Linked DNA regions of Sus scrofa: region 1 is linked to region 2. A link is a contact called in public promoter capture Hi-C data. All regions are on one chromosome and are shown on one strand. Each heading gives the region's core, a stretch centred on a gene start, on an enhancer-like site or on the middle of the called end of the contact. The rest is flanking DNA. Distances are from core to core; before and after follow the strand shown. Region 1 holds the start of PNKD (probable hydrolase PNKD). Region 2 holds the start of SMARCAL1 (SWI/SNF-related matrix-associated actin-dependent regulator of chromatin subfamily A-like protein 1).

What was found. Promoter capture Hi-C pulls out the DNA fragments that hold promoters and counts their contacts.
Region 1: a contact with region 2 is called in a promoter capture Hi-C map of liver, with 6 times the contacts expected there. The contact joins the promoter of PNKD here to the promoter of SMARCAL1 in region 2. A contact is called at or near these places in 1 of 5 promoter capture datasets (liver) and 1 of 47 Hi-C or Micro-C datasets (heart right ventricle).

The regions. Positions count from the first base shown.
Region 1 is chr15:120,342,559-120,347,417 of Sscrofa11.1, reverse strand. It overlaps PNKD (probable hydrolase PNKD), which reads right to left and starts at 1,877. Exons shown (of 10, transcript XM_021076195.1): 1 at 1,758-1,877; 2 at 834-1,002. The coding sequence starts at 1,824. AAMP (angio-associated migratory cell protein) reads left to right here and starts at 1,967. Exons shown (of 12, transcript XM_021076200.1): 1 at 1,967-2,306; 2 at 2,309-2,392; 3 at 2,851-3,003; 4 at 4,013-4,132; 5 at 4,574-4,713. The coding sequence starts at 2,273.
Region 2 is chr15:118,625,685-118,630,419 of Sscrofa11.1, reverse strand. It overlaps SMARCAL1 (SWI/SNF-related matrix-associated actin-dependent regulator of chromatin subfamily A-like protein 1), which reads right to left and starts at 2,686. Exons shown (of 21, transcript XM_021076244.1): 1 at 2,600-2,686; 2 at 1,656-1,692; 3 at 591-1,240; 4 at 511-588; 5 at 359-508. The coding sequence starts at 1,182.

The DNA.
Region 1 (4,859 bases), core at 628-3,127, 1.7 Mb before region 2:
GCATAGCACAAAAGGCCTAATGTGGCTGGGTCTCTGTCTACCTTGTCATTTCTCTCCTCTTGAGCCTGACACTCCCCAGCATAAGCCCTGCCACCCTGCCCTCGGGACTGTGTAGGGTTCCTCAGGTAGCCCATCCTCTTCCCCTCTCCAGGTCTTGGCAAAGATTCCCTCTGCCTGAACCGCCCCACACCCGCTCCCAGACTCCCATTTTTAACCTGAGTAACCGCTACGTGGGAGGTACTTCTGTGCAGGTTAAAGGCAAGGAGTCACAAGATCTGGTGAGAATCCAGCTCTGAGCCTCAGTTCCCTCATCTGTGAAATGGGGATGTCACACTTATTTTGGAAAGACTAAAACATTACACTGTAAAGTATTGGCACACCTCAGGTGCTGGAAAAAATGTTAATTTCCCCCTCCTTTTCTTTTAACATTAGTCAATAATACGTACTAAAATCAGCGTCAGATCCAAATAACAATGCACTGAACACCTTGTAGGTGCTGCTACTATACAACTAACATAATCTCGTGGGAGTTCGATTTTCTCAAAGAGCTCAACTGGCTCTCACCCCAAGCTCCCCAAAGAGAGGATGAGGCCAGGGACCCAAATCTCAATCAAATTAGCTCAATTTACGCCACACAAAACCTACTTGTCTCTCCAATTCCACATACTTTCCCACCTCCCCTGCCCCAGTCCTCTGAGAGGCCCATGCTCACATCCAGCAATTCTGTCTCCACAACCTTGGATTCAGCTCACCACCTGAAACTTGGAGAAGTTTCTGGGTCCCACCCTCCCCTGGTGCCACTCCCCATTGGTGGGCAAAGGGTTAAAACTCACCAGGCTAGTCCCACAGCTTTCATGGGGTTCTTGCCCCTCTTTCTGGGAATGTATTCCAGCTCAGGGGGTAGGGGTTCAGGCTCCTCCTTGCACTCTGGGGAGCTCTGGCTTTGCAGTGCCCGGGTCCTGTTCTGGGAAGCCTTGTTAGCTGTGGCTCCTGAGAGAATCCCTGTGGATGGAGGCAAGGAAAGTCAGTGAGAGAGGATGAGAAGGAATCCCGGGGAGGAGTGGTTGTGATCTGAGGAAGGGGAGTGACTGCGGTCTGGAGTAACAAGTGCCAGGGAGAGTCCAGAGGGAAATGGGAAAATTGCCATCGAGGTGGCACCTTTGAAAGCCACTTCCACGTCACTGCGGGCTCATCACCCCGGTGCCAGGAGAGCGAGCTTCGCTGTTCTTCATTTCAGACGGCAGGATGTGAAGGACTGCAGTGGGGCTCACAAGAGGCGTATGAAGGAAATCCGAGAAAAGGTTTCCAAACTGCAGAATGTTAGTACTGGAAGGGAGCGTAAAGGTAGTCTACTCCATCCCCTCATTTTATAGAAGAGGAAACTGACGCCCCGAGAGACGAACTGCTTCGCCCAAGGTCAAACTGCTAATTATCCGTGGCTAGAACCCAAGCCTTCAGAAGCCCAGGGCTCTTTCCTCTGCACTGCGGTGAGTGTGAAACATCTAGAACGCGGGAGTCTAGAAGGCTTCCTCGGGGCTCCCTTTCGCTCCAAGACTCCAGAGTTACGGTGTAACCGGAAGGCTGAGGGGATGGAGTGGGTGACCTCTAGACAGCATCTTTTAGCCCCCTGACTCTTTAAGATCCTGCAGAGGGGTGCAGGCAGCAAACAACACCCTGACCTTCCGCTATCACTGAGCGAGATGTGAAAAAAAAGGGATCCCCTGCAGTCCTACCCTCCCCAGGGTCCCTCTCCTTACCCCGGAGGACGCGGGCATTTCTCGCCCCCCGGCCCTTCAGCGCCGTAGCAGCTACCACCGCCGCCATGTTCAGATCCCACCCCCCTTCACCGCGCTCCCCGCCGGGAATTGTAGTTTGCGTAAGGGGCCTCCCCCGCTCCTTCCGTCTGTCCTACAGATCAGAAACTACATTTCCCAGAAGCCTGCGGAGCGGACCCAGGAGAACTACTCTTCCCAGGAGACCCCGGAGGCGCGCACGCTCGCTTGTTTCTCTCCTGTTGGGGGCGGAGTCAGGCCGGGCGGAGTTTGGGTTCCCCCGACCACGCCCCGGGCTCTTCTCCCAACTCTGCCCTGTGATTGGTGGTTCAGCGAGTCCACCCCCTTCGCTATTGGTCGAGAGGCCGTCGCTCTCTCTGCCGGGTGGTCGCCTACTCCTACTTCCTCCCGGGAGGAGGGGCTCGAGTTCCGCGTCGTCGCGCAGAGCTGACTCTGGGAGGCGTTTGGGCCCAGAGAAGTGGATCCGCCGCTTGCGCCGCATGGAGTCTGAATCGGAAAGCGGGGCTGCCGCTGACACCCCCCACTGGAGACCCTAAGCTTCCATGGTGATGAAGAGATTATCGAGGTGGTAGAACTGGATCCCGGTCCGCCGGACCCGGGTGAGAGCTGCTGATCCTCAGGCCATGGGACAGGAGGCGCTCACCCCTGGCCTTTGACCCTTGCTTCCCCTCCCTCCCCTTCTCCCCCCACCCCACCGGTCAGTCCCACTGACCTCCTTCGCCCTTCCTCTCTCCCCCAACCCCACACTTAGTTCTCAGGCCTGGCCGGGGTGGGGGTTCCCCTGACGCCTCCTCTGGCCCTTCCCCTCACACACCCCCTTCCCATCATCCCCTCGGTCCTCCCTTCCCACACGGTCGCTGGCCAACCCCAGGTCCTCAGACCTCTCCTGTCCTCCGTCCCACACGCCCCCCCTCCTCCCTGCCGCCTCTTCACCCCTTCTGTCTGACCTCACCTTGCTCTCTTGCCACATGACCCACCCCAGCCTCGGGCCTCCCCACGCTTCGCATCCCACTTACCGCCTGTCGAGCCTCGTCTTTTAACCCTCTCCCCAAAGCAGACGACCTGGCTCAGGAGATGGAAGATGTGGACTTTGAGGAAGAGGAAGAAGAAGAGGGCAATGAGGAGGGCTGGGTTCTGGAACCCCAGGAAGGGGTGGTCGGCAGCATGGAGGGCCCAGACGATAGCGAGGTCACCTTTGCATTGCACTCAGGTAGGTGCCTGAGGAGGTCCGTCATAAACTCGGTCCAGGTGGGCACTTGAGCATCAGGCGTCCCCTGTGTAGGGCACGTTATGAGGGACACAGAGGTGGGAAAATGCTGGCCCTGCCCTGGAGGAGCTCACGGGTAGGGGGGCAGTGCGATGGCATGGAGGAGAGCTTGGCTCTTGGAGTCAGTTGAGACACTTGGGTTCAAATCCTATCCCTGTTGCTTGCCTGTGTATGATCTTTATCAACACCGCTGCGTTTTAGTTTCTTTTTTCGACAGTTGTCATTGGTGAAAGTTACTTTAGTGTGAATTAGAGGTAATAGTACCTTTTGGAGCATGTTTTTGGTAGTCCTCTTAAAACATTAGCTCTCTCTTTTTTTTTTTTTTTTTTTTTTTTTTTTTGCTTCTTAGGGCCTTGTCCACGGCATAGGGAAGTTCCAAGGCCAGGGGTCGAATCGGAGCTGTAGCCTCCGTCCTACCCCGCAGCCACAGCAACGTGGGATCTGAGCTGTGTTGCGATCTACATCACAGCTCATGGCAACTCTGGATCCTTAACCCACTGAGCAAGGCCAAGGATCAAACCTTCAACCTCATGGATACTAATTGGGTTTGTTAACCATGGAGCCACGATGGGAACCTCAACACTAGGGGGTTCTCAGTGAGGAATTGGTGACACAGTGCCCTCCTCACGCAGTCCCTAGCTTGGTGGCATCCCATGCTGAGAAATGTAAGCCCAGGACACGTACCCTCCTCTTGTCCATGGCCTCAGTGTGGGGTGGTCAAGGGAGCAGAGGAGGGTTCTGCCCTGGAGGACTGGCAAGTTTGGCAAGCTTGGGGAGGGATTTCTCCAACAACCTGAGGCCTGAAGCTGAGAAGAACTTGGAGGCACCCTTCTTTTCCAGGAGGAAAGACGTGTTGCTCTGGGTGGAAGGGGGTGGCTTCCCAAAGGTCCCAGAGGACAGAACCCTAGGTGGGAGTCCAGTCCCCTTACTCATGGAGTATCTCTTGGGACAGCATCTGTGTTTTGCGTGAGCCTGGACCCCAAGACCAACACCTTGGCAGTGACAGGGGGCGAGGATGACAAAGCCTTCGTGTGGCGGCTCAGCGATGGGGAACTGCTCTTTGAGTGTGCAGGTGCGGGGGTTCGGGGGAGGGGCTTAGGGGGCTGGCCCGCTGCCGTTGTGCATCCAGCAGCCATTTGTTGATCTCCATTTGGCCCAAGGGCCCCAAAGAACAGAGCCCTGTGGGTCTAGGAGAGGGAGGCACAGATGGGCCAAGGGAGTCTAGGAGGAGGCGACACTGGTGAAGGCGTATTGGGCCAGAAAGGAGTGGGTGCGTGTTTCGGGTGGAGATGTGGAATGGACAGAATGGGGAACACGCAGGCCTGTTTGAGTGGGAGACCGGGGAGTGCTGGCTCCTAAAGCAGCTGTGTGTTTGGTTACCGGTTCAGCTGGGACCCATCCTTTTTTTTTTTTTAAATCCCAGTTGGTCCCTTCTGGGGGCCAGATGCCTGGGTCCCGTGTCTCTGGCACCAGACCCTGACGTTCTCTTCTCTCTGCTCACTCTTCCCTGCAGGCCATAAAGACTCTGTGACTTGTGCCGGTTTCAGCCACGACTCTACCCTTGTGGCCACAGGGGACATGAGTGGCCTCTTGAAAGTATGGCAGGTGGACACCAAGGAGGAGGTCTGGTCTTTTGAAGCGGGAGATCTGGAGGTGAGATCTTCAGAGTGGGATTCCGCTCCGTGGGGCCGGGGGCGGGGGTGAGAGCTTGGGGAGTCCCGGCTGCCTTGAGCCGGCTCGGCCAGCTCTGAGCCAGGGCGCTCCCGATGTACAGCAGGAGTGCCAGGCCTGCTCCCTGG
Region 2 (4,735 bases), core at 1,437-3,936:
CAGAGGACAAAGAGCAAATATAAATGAGGATGATGCTTTAACTCTGCCCTTCTAGATGGACCACTCTGAGCACGTCACTTCACCTTGCGGAGCCAGTTCTGTTGCCTTTAAAAATGGAAAGAACATCTACTTATCACACACAAAAAACTTGTTAGGCTTAACTGCTACAATGCATATAAAGCACCTGGCAGGGGAACCAGCCTGGGAGTAACTATTCATCTATTCTCTATATGGCCACAACTGGATAGACAGAAATGTGCCAATGCACTCTCTTCATATTGATGAGAAACTGTTAGATCTAAAGAGGCTCTAGAAATAGGAAAGACCATCGGAAAGAACCAGATAGAAGAGGCATTACCATAACGTCTGCTGGGCAGACTCTTAAACACTGCAATGAGCTCCGCATTGTACCCAATCTTCACCTGGAAACGATCTCCTATCCTGATGCATGTTCCCTGCTGGGAGCTTGCTGCTGGCTGATGTGGGGTCCCCAATTTCTGGTGGAGTTTCCTTCTGTCCCGGGCGTCATCCTCTCTGTGCCACAATGGACATCAGCAACGTTCTGCCCTGAGGCAGAGGGTCTCGCCATCTTGCCTCCAATACAGCATCCCTGGGAGGCTGTCCAGACAAGGAAGCTGCTGTCTCTTGGGGATTCTTTGCTCCGGCCAAAGGCTCATGAGTTGTATTAGCAAATGGTGTTGATTTGGTCCCATGTGAAGCCTGAGGATGATCTTGACCTAATGCATAACCCAAGAGCTGTTGGCTGGGGACCTCTGGAGGACTGTGTGCCAAGGGAGGGGAGATCCCAGCGACAGTCATTTGACTTGGTAGGCGGTGGCTCAGGCAGGCTGTGGGCACCTCTTCTTCCTTCTTCCATGTCCCCTTTGCCTGTTCGGAGGTACTGAGTTGAAAACTGGGGGAATTTTGAGGTCTCTGGTCACCATTAGTTGAACTCAGGGGATTCTGTTGCTTGAAAATGATACCATGGCTCCCTGACTTAGAAGGATCCTGGGGGAGGTTTTGGAAAGGGCCCTGCTTGGACTGGGAAGATGTGGCAGCAATGGAGGAGCCAGAGCCTGTGTTCTGATGCTGTCCTGCTAATTTCTCAGCTCTACGGGCCAGAGCCTTTTGCCGATTCTCCTCAATTTTTTTCCTCTGCTCCTCTGTAAGAGGCAAGGACATTTTAACAGGGAAATGCTGGCACAGGAATGTCAATTTTCTATCAGAAACTTGGCAAAACCTGAGGAAGGAAAAACAGTAATGAAATAAACATTAAATGTATTTATTTGTTACCTCGATTTTAACAAGCTTTTGTCGCACGAAATGTACAAGGAGTACAACCAAAGGAAATATTAAAGTTTCTTTTATAATTAAACATACACACACACACACACACACACACACGGACAGTATATAGCATATGCCAAAACCCATGATCCTGACAAAAAGGCAAAAAGCAAGGTCATCAAATCCAAAGCTGAAAAGGTAGTTCAACAGCAATATTTTTCTCCCTCTCATCCACTAGTCAACATGAGTTATCGGATCCCAAGAAAGTTATGCAATGCAACCTAAATCCATCAAATAATGAGAAAGGTGACATTTCAAACTAGAAAGGATATTGGATTGGACAGACATAGACCAAAACAACCACATACCATGGCGTGATGCTTGCTAAAATAGCCTCTTGCCAACCTGGAAGAAGGAAAAAAGCATTAGCATCACAGAGACTGTACCCTAAAATTCAACCCTCAAATTCAATCCTTATACCATTCCTGGCAAATCAGCCTGCAACTAGTCAAGTGCAAGCTTTAGTGCCTGCTGTCTAAAACTCACTGCCATGGAGCAATTGAGTAACTCTTTTGGAAAAATAAGAAGGAAAAAAAATATATTCTCATTGTACAAATTCGAATGTTACAAAAAGATGTAAAGAATAGAGTAAAACTAATTTGCAATCTCACCATCTATCAATAATCACTGTTCATAGTTTATAGTATAATTCTGAATTTTTTCTATTCATAGCCATAGTTACACGCCATGTATTTGGGAGGTAGATGAATTTACTACAAAATATGATCATTACATATGTTCTGTTTTGTACCCTGATTTTTTTTTTCCAATTAATTTTCTTAGGTCATTTTTCCATGAGCTGAGCCACTTCTGCAATATTTCTAGACCCAGAGCGCTGGACACCAAATTTCTCTGGCTTGGTTCAGAAGAAACAGTCTCCATTCAATGTAACGCCACATAATGTTTACAACAGTGACATGGGGGAGGAGGAGCCCTGAGAGGAGCCTGGGGTAAAAAGGTTTCCTTTCTGCTAGGACCCTCTTTGACCAGAACCCCCAAATCCCGACACCTTCCACTTCCTCCAACCACCAGCAATTAACAAGCGGTTAGGGAAAGGCTTTGTCCCTGGCCCGGCTGAAGTTCTCAGGCTCCCGGGGTAAAACATTCCTGCCTAACTTTACAAGCAGGGCGCTTCGGCGCCCCCAAATGCTCCAGGTCCAAGGCCCGGTGCGCTGCCTCCACTAGCCAGGGGAGGCGAGGCCATGGGATGATGAAGTCCCTTGATCAGCCCTAAACCATAAAGCCATCCCACCGCATGGACGCCCCTCTTCTTTTTGCTGGGACCTGTGTTCCACCCGGTCTGGGGGGACGCCACTGCCACTCTTATCACCTTCACTTGGATTCACCCTTCCGGTCGGCCCACTCCCTGCTGCAGGGAAGCATTTGGTCTCGTCCGCCTCCGCCACCTACCTCCCAGTTTAACCGTCTCACCCGGTGAGGCCTATAATGCGAACCACATTCGCGGCCGACCCCGAAGCTAGGTGCGTCTCCAGAGCCCTCCCGAGCCTCTCTTCCGAGTGGACTGTTAGGCGCGGGTTCTCGAGCGCTGCGAGTTCGCTCGCCTTATTTCAGCAATCGGGCCTGGGAGGTGGTCGGGGTGATGGAGTCGCTCACCGAGGAACTACACTTCCCAGGGGGCAAGGCGGCCCCCACTTACGCTTCAAAGAGTGAGTCATGAGACGGGAAACCCGAGCTGTGCTGCAGGGATTCGTAGTTTAAACCTGGAGCCTGGCGAGACGCAACGTCGTGGGCGGGAGGGGGGGAAATGATGCACCCTGGGAAGTGTAGTCCTCGGCTCCCTCAAAAGTTTTAGCAAGTACCCGGATTCTGAAAGCCTGGGTTGTTGAGGTATCCAAACTGGAGTGTCTATGTCAGAGTTGTCTCCAAAGGGCTTCCCAGGCGGGCAGATGGATTTGGTAGCTCTTAAAAAATATATTTCTTGGGGCATCCATTCCTGATACTGATAACCTTGCAGTTTAAGCTCCACCCGCTGTTCCAATCCTGACCTGACCTTCCTGGACAAAAAGAGAATTAACATTGTCGTCATTGTCATATCGTCATCATCATTGCCATCATCAGCCATTGTGCTGAACATCTAATGTGAATCATCTCATTTAATCCTCACTGCAACCTGATGGAACACGCACTATTCAAATCCTCTTTTACAGAAAGGAAACCTGAGCAGTTAACTTTTTCAAAGCCTTGTTAGGCTATTTGTGTTTCTGATTCCGAAGCCCATACTCTTGAGAGAAAAGTATTAGGCTGACACTCTCAGAACCAGTCTACCCCGTTTCTGAGCACCAGCACCTCTCCATTCCATAATCAACTCACTATTAAATATTGGTGGTAAATATAATATTTCCCTGGGGAGGGGGAGGGAATGGGATGGACTGGAAGTTTGGGGTTAGTAGATGCAACTATCACATTTGGAGTGGATAAGCAATGAGATCCTGCTGTGTAGTACAGGGAACTCTATTCAGTCACCTGTGATGGCACATGATAGAGGATAATGTGAGAAAAAGAATATATATATCTATATATATCTACACACACACATATATATATCCTTTTTATAATATATGTATATATAACTGGGTCACTTTGCTGTACAGCAGGAATTGACAGAGTATTGTAAATCAATTATAATAAAAAATTTTAAATATATAATATTTCCTATCATCAGGGTACACGTGAGTGTTGCTATCTGTTTTTAAACATGATTGTCTTTGTTTTTAACTCACTTTGTTTTTAAACAAAGAGGTAGAGCTCTACTTAAGGATTTGGAAAAACAGCCAAGACATACTATTAGGAAAAACAAAGCACAGCAATGGGTATATTTTGATCTATTAAAAAAATCCTTACCTATCAGTGCTCGTAAACTCTGCTGATCCTGTTGCACCACAGCAGGAACTCCTGGCTTTTTTTTAGTAAAGTGATGCCCGTCATAAATGCCTTTATTTACCAAAATTAGAAGTAATTTTTCCTTCAAAAATATCCAATAAGATTCCATTTGTGAAATCCAAAAATAAGGCAGACACAATTGTAAGGGATTCCAGAGATGAATAAGATCAAATTCCTGTTCCTCCAAAAGATTACAAGATTCAAAGGATAGAATCTGAATCTTGTCACATTTAGCAAATGTCCCAGATATTTGTCCCCAATGTTACATGAGACATACTTATTTTTTAAAAGTATTGTTTTTCCGAAATTTAAATTTAACTGGGGTCCTATATTTTATCTAAAAACCATAAAAATAGTCCATTCCTTTTGTATCAATGAGCAGCAAACAAATATGTACTGATAGAAAGATGATTCGCAGACATATTGATATGTCAAATTTTAAAGCTAGAAGTTTTGTAGATGAGGAAATAGAGGCCATATCAGCTGC